Regions from separate parts of the Sus scrofa genome. Here all the other regions are linked to region 3. A link is a contact called in public Hi-C and targeted proximity ligation data. All regions are on one chromosome and are shown on one strand. The core of a region is the stretch at or near the end of the contact, and the rest is flanking DNA. Distances in the headings are between cores, read along the strand shown. Region 1 overlaps GALM (galactose mutarotase). Region 2 holds the start of GALM (galactose mutarotase). Region 3 overlaps LOC102158799 (a long non-coding RNA gene).

Evidence for each region. Hi-C and Micro-C count contacts between places; a contact is called where the count stands out from the background.
Region 1: a targeted proximity ligation map of alveolar macrophages shows a contact between it and region 3. A contact is called at or near these places in 6 of 47 Hi-C or Micro-C datasets (alveolar macrophages, blood, embryonic fibroblasts and 3 more) and 2 of 2 datasets of targeted methods (alveolar macrophages and skeletal muscle).
Region 2: a contact with region 3 is called in a Hi-C map of skeletal muscle, with 4 times the contacts expected there. A contact is called at or near these places in 4 of 47 Hi-C or Micro-C datasets (embryonic fibroblasts, heart right ventricle and skeletal muscle) and 1 of 2 datasets of targeted methods (alveolar macrophages).

Annotation. Positions count from the first base shown.
Region 1 is chr3:101,644,027-101,646,726 of Sscrofa11.1, reverse strand. All of the region lies in intron 4 of GALM (galactose mutarotase), which reads left to right. Among named protein-coding and RNA genes, the nearest start is that of GALM, 37 kb to the left of the region's middle.
Region 2 is chr3:101,681,471-101,684,184 of Sscrofa11.1, reverse strand. It overlaps GALM (galactose mutarotase), which reads left to right and starts at 1,364. Exons shown (of 7, transcript NM_214406.1): 1 at 1,364-1,609. The coding sequence starts at 1,420.
Region 3 is chr3:101,815,959-101,818,792 of Sscrofa11.1, reverse strand. It overlaps LOC102158799 (a long non-coding RNA gene), which reads right to left. Exons shown (of 3, transcript XR_302530.3): 3 at 792-2,734. Among named protein-coding and RNA genes, the nearest start is that of HNRNPLL, 64 kb to the right of the region's middle.

The DNA of each region.
Region 1 (2,700 bases), core at 32-2,531, 170 kb after region 3:
CCCGCCACAGCTCCACAGCTGTAACCAGAGCCACAGCAATGATAGTGCTGGATCCTTAACCCACTGAGCCATGAGGAAACTCCATAAGCCAGATATTCTTAGCCAGGGCAGGGTTCATACTTGTATATCTGGGAAGATGATGAAAGAACTTAAAGGGATTCATAAACTCCTGAAATTCTGTGTAAAACCTTGTGTGAGTTGGTTGCATCATCTTGGTCTACAGAGGGGTTTTCCAGTCTTTTTTCCTCTCTTGAGGTAACAATAGTTTATGGTTGCCTTATTATATATTATTGTATATAAGGATAGTCATCATTTTTGAGACTAGCAGTGGTATATTTTCTTCTTTGTAATCTTCAGGGTAGTTTAAAAATTTTTTTTCCTAATTTATCACCATTAAATTCCCTGAAGGGAGCTAGAAGTCTAGCTAGAGAAGGAAAATGGCAAACTAAGAAGAGTAACTTCTCCAAGGTCCTACCCGGAGGAGCTATAGCAGCCAAGACTCTGGGTCAGAAAACCAGCTTTTCTTTCTGCTTGATCAGATCAATGAAATTGTCTTGTAATACTCACCAGCCCTTGTTCAGTCAGGACTGCAGGCCTGGACATCAGTCTGTGGAGTGTGGGAGCAGGCAGGCATGCCGGCCGCTCTATAAGTGGGAAGCCAGAGCATGGTGTTCTATTTGAGTAACACTAAAAAAAGTAAAAACTGGTGATAATTGAATCTTATGGATTATTATTTACCCTGGAGCTGTTTCTTGTATGACAGACTCTCCCAGATGATGTTCAAGGAAGTTCAATACAGAAACTCCAAGGAACTCTCCTGGTAGCAATGAACCCCTCCAAGGGGATGCATTATTGAATCCCTCTCTACAAAATGGCCCCAAGAATGGCTTTATGAGGCTTCAGAATAACATCCAAAGCCACTCATGTTCCCTGCTAGAAAATATCACTGCTACAAGATTGGCAAGCGTGAGCCAGCATGGTGGGAATTTGGCAGGAAGAAAGCTCAGAAATTAGCACTTGGCTAGGTGTTGTATAATTCCTATGAAAATTCCAGACTAACATCAAGTAAGTTTGTCAGAAGGGGAGTTATTTTCTAGAACTCTCACTACCACCCTTGGAGAGCTGGTAGTTTAACACCCACCCTTCCCACACCCCAGGTCTGGACAGATGCCTGGCTCTGGTTCAAACCTGGTGCATAGCAATCCTTAGAGGTCGCCCCATTCTTAAGGGGATGAGAGATGACTGTGGGCTTTGCACCATGGGCCTGAGGCTGACTCAAGTCTCAGACCAGACTTGCTTTCAGTTCAGCTAGCATTTGTGGAACATCCACTGATTGCTAGGTGCTGCCTAAGGCACTGGCCATAGAAAGATGATCAAACACTGTCTGTGGCCTTGAAAAGCTTACAGGGAGTGGAGAATCTAGTGTAGTCAGGGCAGTGCTAGAATTATTGCCCTTGGGCCTAAGGGGAGCATAAAGGCAAGGATTTGAAGAGGCTTTCTTGAAAGCACCCTGAGCTTCAGGAAGCTTCTTAGTATCTGTGAGGATCTAGCCACAAGGAGAGTAAGAGTACTAAGCACAGAATGTGGGAGTGGAGTAGGCTATTAAGCCAAAAGCCACAGAGACAGTTGGGCAGAGTGGAGGCTAGGGTGAGACAAGGGAGGTGCAGCACTGGGGTGCAAAACTTAAGGCAGCACTCACTTTCAGGGTCCTGCAGGTACAGAGTCAGCCTCTGAGAGTGACTGTATCCTTAAATTTTGCACCCTAGCTCCTTGCTTGCCTCACCCTTGTCCCGGCTTTGTAGTTGAGTACAGTCATCATGGGCGTTCTGTGCCATCCTAAGGAGGAGCTAGGATTTTATCTTTAAATCATGGGAGACTTCGAAGCATTTTAAGCCAGGGAATTGACCTAGCGAGACTGGCATTTTACAAATACTAACCCAGCAACTGTTGTGGGTGGGGTTTGACTGGAGCCAGAGATGGATGAAGAGTCTATTTTAATAACCCGAGCAAGAGATGAGGAGGATCTAAATAAGATTTCAGATGGAAGAAATATAGTCTTATAATATTAAGAGGTAAAAACCAGGAGGCCTGAATTGAATATAGAAAATGAGGAAGCAGGAAGGCTGTGTGATGACGCCTAGGTTTCCAGGACAGCTTCTGGGCAGTAGGAATGGAGATAGTAAGTAGCAGGAATAGAGGAGGAGGAGGTGGGATGAGGGATGGGAGTGGATGGAGGAACTATGGATTTGGTCTCAGAGATATTTGAGATTAAGGTGCCTGTGGGGCATCCAGGTGAGGATGTCCAGTAAGCAGTCAGACAGATGGGTACAATGTTTGAGGAAAAATAAGAGTGAGAGTATATTGTAGATTAAGCCATGTGGATTTCCCAGAGAGGAACTGCAGATTGAGAAGAACAGTGGTCTGAGGGCTGAACCCAGGGGAATCTGAGGAAACCCCCCACCAATATTTAAGGTGCAAGAGAGGTTCACAATAAAGATGTCAAGTCAAGTTCCCCTTGTGGCTCAGCGGTAAAAATACCAACTAGTATCCACAAGGATCTGGGTTCAATCCCTGGCCATGCTCAGTGGGTTGTTGTTTCCTTGAGCTGCACTGTATGTTGCAGACAAGGTTCTGATCTGGCATAGCTGTGGCTGTGGTGTAGGCCGGCAGCTGTAGCTCCAATTCGACCCCTAGCCTGGG
Region 2 (2,714 bases), core at 115-2,614, 130 kb after region 3:
TTCCTAGTCATAGATGAATTTTGGTGTTCACCACGGTCTAGTTGGATCCCCTTTAAAGTACCTAGGAACCAGATCAAAGTGATGAGTATGCAGATGGTCAAGTAGAACGTTGTCAGGCTTCCAGAATCTTCCCTGTTCCAAGGCTCAGTACTATCTGGACAGATTTAGCAAAGAAATACATTTACTGTATTTTATCTGACAATATTATTAAGGCCTTTGGTAGCTCTATCTTAGTCCTGTACCATCAGAGGGGGGAAAAAAATCTGAGATTAGTCATCAAAACCTGGAGCAATACTTCTCAAAGTCTGGTCCCAGATAAACTACAGTAGACTAACCTGAGGAATCTGTGAAAAAAGTAGATTACTGAGTTTCACCCTCGACTCACAGAAACAGAAATTCCAGGAATGAACCTGGGGATATGCATTTTTGATGCTTTTGAGGCACATCAAAGCATTAAAGGATTATTTAATGTCTTTCTTCTCCCAGCAGTACATACGCAAAGCCTTTTTCTGCTTGTAGAAAGGAGATAATAAAAGTACAGTATCTGACATTAATGATGTCCTTAATAAATATTCATCCTTAATCCTTTCTTAAAGGAACTTTGGGCTTCAGGAACAAGAGTGGGTGTATAACCAAGGTCCTTTCCCAGTCCCCTGAAGGAAAGAAAGTCAGAGGCCACCTTTGTTCACCTCCATATAAACTAGGCCCTAATCCATCTAGACATGACCCTCTCCGGGCTAGCAGTCAGGAGAGCCTCTGGGCAGTGGCTCCAGCAATACATGTTGAGAGCTGTTTGTGTGGCAAGCAGAATGGATCTTCAGTCAGTGTGCAGAGAAACCTGCAATTATTTACCCCTTCTCTTAATTACTACTGTAATTCTTTCCCTTCTGGATCAAAGAGTTAAAAATCAAAATTCCACACACAACCTCCCACATTTCCACCCCCCTCCCCACTCTTCCTAATTTTAATCTCTGCATTTTCCAGCATTTTATCTGAAAGTCAGTCACGATTAATGAACAGATCACTGCACGTTGAGAACCTTGTGCCAGAAAACGGGGTAGAATCCAGCAGACTCAAGATTTGGGTTTAGAAAGACTACAGGCCCCAACATGCAAGTTCCCCTTTCAAAGACTACCATTCCCAACATGCAGTGCAGTCAGGGTTAGCAAAGGAAAAGAACTGGCTGGAAATTCCCAGCTTAGTAGGAAATTTTGCCTTGGTGCCACCCTCAGGCAAAGGAATGATTTCGAAAGGCCCCGGAGGATATTTTTCGCAGAAGTGGTCACTCCCTAAATCCCGGCAAGGAAGGGGAGGAGTCTGATCCCTGTCCCTCCCCTTCTCCAGTAAACTTCTGCCGCTCTAGGTTTGGCGGCGGGAGTTCGAGGGACCTGGAGCAACTACACACCCCAAGCTTTCCTAATGGTTTCAGTTACAAGATCCGTGTTTGGAGACCTCCCCTCGGGGGCAGGGACGGTGGAAAAGTTCCAGCTGCAATCAGACCAGCTGAGAGTGGACATCATCTCCTGGGGCTGCACCATCACGGCCCTGGAGGTCAAAGACAGGCAGGGCAGAGCCTCAGACGTGGTGCTTGGCTTTGCTGAATTGAAAGGTGGGTTGGATTCCGCCCCGGGCTGCGGAGGGGCCCCAGGCCCATCCGTTAACACCGCCTCACACTGGAGACTCGCGCTGCAGGGATGCGGGGCCGAAGGGAAGTACTGAGGAGTGCTTGGATCTGACTCACTCACTGTGTTGCGATCTAATGTTTGGAAAAAACGAACTGCTGTAGGACTTGGTCTCTGGTTGTACATTCAGGCCTTTGTCTTAATTTTTAGAAAGTCAGTTGAGGGTAAAATAAAACTGCAGCAACTCTGGAATGATCTTTGAACTGCTTGATCTCTGAGGGTGAGAGGAAAGTGCAGGCCGGAGGGGGTGTGGCTCCCAGTTCTTCCCTTGTGCCCTTTTTGAAGAAGGAAAAAAATTAAAAGACATGCGTCTTCTACTTCCTTCTTGTTTAGATTCTCTTCGAGGTCTGGTGGTTTCAGAAATGCTCCATAACATAAGCTCAGCAGGTGCAAACAGCTTATCTGCTTTCGTCTGTGGGTACAGTGTCCCGCACCCCTTGGCTGATCAATACCCATATTGTCAAGAAAAGAGTCTCTTTGTAACTGGGATGGATTTTATTTTGTGGGAATCTGTAGGCAATTAAAAAATGTGTTAATTCATTCAGACACTGTTGAATCAGTTATCTGATCAGCGAGAAAGACAAGGTCCCCACCCTCATGGAAATTGCAATTTATTTTTTAATTTTTTTTTCTTTTTTTTTTTTAGGGCTGCACCTGAGGCATATGGAGATTCCCAGGCTAGGAGTCGAATCGGAGCTACAGCTATGCCACAGCCACAGCCATGCCAGATCCAAGCTGAGCCTGTGACCTACATGACAGCTCATGGCAACGCCAGATCCTTAACCCACTGAGCAAGGCCAGGGATCAAACCTGAAACTTCATGGTTCCTAGTTGCATTCGTTTCCATTGCACCACGATAGGAACTCCAGAACTTGCAATTTAGATGTGGAGATAGACCTTAGCCAAAAAATTGCACAAATAAATAGTTACAACTGCACTTTGATCAGGGCAAAGGAAAATGGGCATAGTGCTTGCTATTTCTTGGCACACCTGAGTAGCTAGACAGAAAAGGAGGTCTGAAAGTTGGCAAAA
Region 3 (2,834 bases), core at 218-2,717:
CACACACACACACACTTTACTCCAATTTATAGTATAAATAGGCTAAGTGGATTCCCTCACTGAATCAACAGTGCTATACAACCTCAGTGCTGTTCTCTTACATTTATAAAGCTGGCATCTGTCTTCCTCTCATTCTCAAAACAGGAAAAAATGTGACCATGTTAAATCAAGCAGGGACATTATCTAGGCCTAGGGACTTAATTCCCAGTTCCTCCAATCTCTTTCAACGAACCGAGTGACCTAGCACCATTACACTTGTGATAATAATGGCCCCTTTTTCTGATCGTTATTCTCCAGTGTCTGGGTTAGGATCCTGAGAGTCTCATAATGATTAGTCTCTAATCCCTATGGCATCTGCACTTTGGGGATGAGACTCCATTAGGGATCAAGAGAGCTGAGCAGTGGTTGACTCTCTCCTGAGTCAAGCAAGGCAGAATGAAGGTCCAGAGAGGAGATGGTTTAGGATCATGTCCCCCAAAGCAGGGCAAGGAGGTGACCATGGCTGATAGTCAATGAACCAAAGCCCAGATCAAGAAGTCCTCAAGGAGTTCCCGTCGTGGCGCAGTGGTTAACGAATCCGACTAGGAACCATGAGGTTGCGGGTTCGGTCCCTGCGCTTGCTCAGTGGGTTAACGATCCGGCGTCGCCATGAGCTGTGGTGTAGGTCGCAGACTTGTCTTGGATCCCGCGTTGCTGTGGCTCTGGTGTAGGCCGGTGGCCACAGCTCCGATTTGACCCCTAGCCTGGGAACCTCCATATGCCGCGAGAGCGGCCCAAGAAATAGCAAAAAGACAAAAAAAAAAAAAAAAAAAAAAAAAAAAAAAAGAAGTCCTCAAGACCCTCTTCTTCTTTTAAAACCTTGATTTTTCTAGTAAATGTAATCATCTTCTTGTTACCATGGTGATTTGGGTGCATTCTTATGCCCTTGCATTAGACTTGTTGGTATACTTTCAGCCTCTCCACTAGATGACAAATTCTATGAAGGCAGATACTGACTTGTTCATCTTTTAATTCCTCAGTGCCCAGTCTTGTAGAAAGTAGGTGCCCAATAAATGTCGATGTGATGATTCAAATCACAGGGCAACTTTCTATTGACTTAACTTTGTTCTCTTGTACACCATCTGCAGCTAATATACATATTGGATTTTTTTTAGGTCATTCACAAATCATTCTGATGTTTTGATTGTTTTTAAATATAAACGCTCTAAATCCGAAAACTCCTTGCTAAGGGAAGGATGTGCTAGCTTAAAGGCTCACTGGGGTACTGTTAACTACAAAATTCAAAAACTACCAGAAGTTGAACTGGTGAAGAGAGTGGTTGCAAAATGTAACTCTTTACATCAGTCATCTATTTTCTCCTCCTTGGAGTCAATTGCTCTTGGGCTAAAGTAGAATGGCCTGCTTTGGTTACCGCCCTACAGTTAAATGAGGAAGAAGGCTGGAACTGACCTTTAGAGCTCAGTGTCACCCTTCCTGTTAGAAGTAGCCCTTTTGTGTGTGACAGCAAAGCCCTGGCAACAATGCAAAAGTGGAAGGTGTTATGGCCCATGGACCTGAAGGTTAGATGTGGGCATTCTTCCAATGACTGCTGCACTCCAAAGGGATCTGTTTCTCTTGCTGTCCCCAGCAGCCCAGAGTTTGGCTGCCTTTCTGAAAGTGTCCCTAATATTTCTTCCACCCTGTCCCACTGAGGCTTGCTGCTTGGCACACCCTGCATGGCATGCCCTCATCATTCATTTGTCCCCCTTGTCTAGCTGGGACAACTGCACTTCTTTTGAGAATGTGATGCTATCTTTGCAGTGGTTGGCAGGGGCCATGCAAGCTAGAGTGTCCCATTATCAACTAGACTGGCCTATGCCCTCTCCGTTTTGGTCTATTTCCCTAAAACACCTATTGCCCTTGGGCCACTTTCCTTTCAGGAATCTACAGTGGCTGTCCACTGTCGGCTGGGAAGGAAGAGATGGCACATCTGCTGATTCCCCACAGCCCCTGTGTACTAGGAGTGCTGGATGATTTACATGCTCTTTTCAAGCATTCAAGCCTGTGAGGTAAGGCTCACTGGGGTACTATTAACTATAGCTGCAGAGTCTGCATCATTCCTCAGATGCAGACTCTGCAGCTCAAGGAGGTTAAGAAACCTGCTCCACATCACACACTGGGTAAGAAGTAGAGCTAGGACCGACCCACATTCTCTCCTCAACATCGATTGCCTGGAACTCAAACATTTCCTCATGGGTGCCCTCACCCTCCAGTGCTTTAGAAAGAAATACTCTGCCCCAGTCAGATCAATCTCTGAAAGGCCCTCACATGCCATGTTCTTTCAGGCAATGAAGAAATTCTTGTCAGCCTTTAAGTACTGAAGATCCAAATATGTAAATGGCTTTCTCTACAACAGAGAAAGTGAATGGCAGGGTAAAAACTCCTAGGCTTCCACATGGATCGCCACCACATGGTCTACCTCAGAGCCAGCCTCTTGATAGTGCCTTTGAATCAAAATCACCAGAACACACCTAGAGTCAGCTGTGGGTTCACAGACGAGGTGCAATGAGAGAGACTGCATACCCTCCATAAGCCAGTGTGAAAAGGAGCTTAGGCCTGTGTTTGGTGATTCTGCAGATGGTTCAAGGAAGTGGGGCTATGCTCTGGTTTGGATGTTGTCAGGAAGCAGGGGTGATTCTAGGATTGGCAGCTTACTGTTTATCCAGGAGGCAGGAGGAACAAAGCAAGTCCACAGCTGTAAATGGAAAAGAAGCTGAGTTATTCATTGTTACCCAGGATAGCACAATGTTTGGTGGCCATTTTTGTGGTCCAATTTCTTGTTTTTGATTATGGTC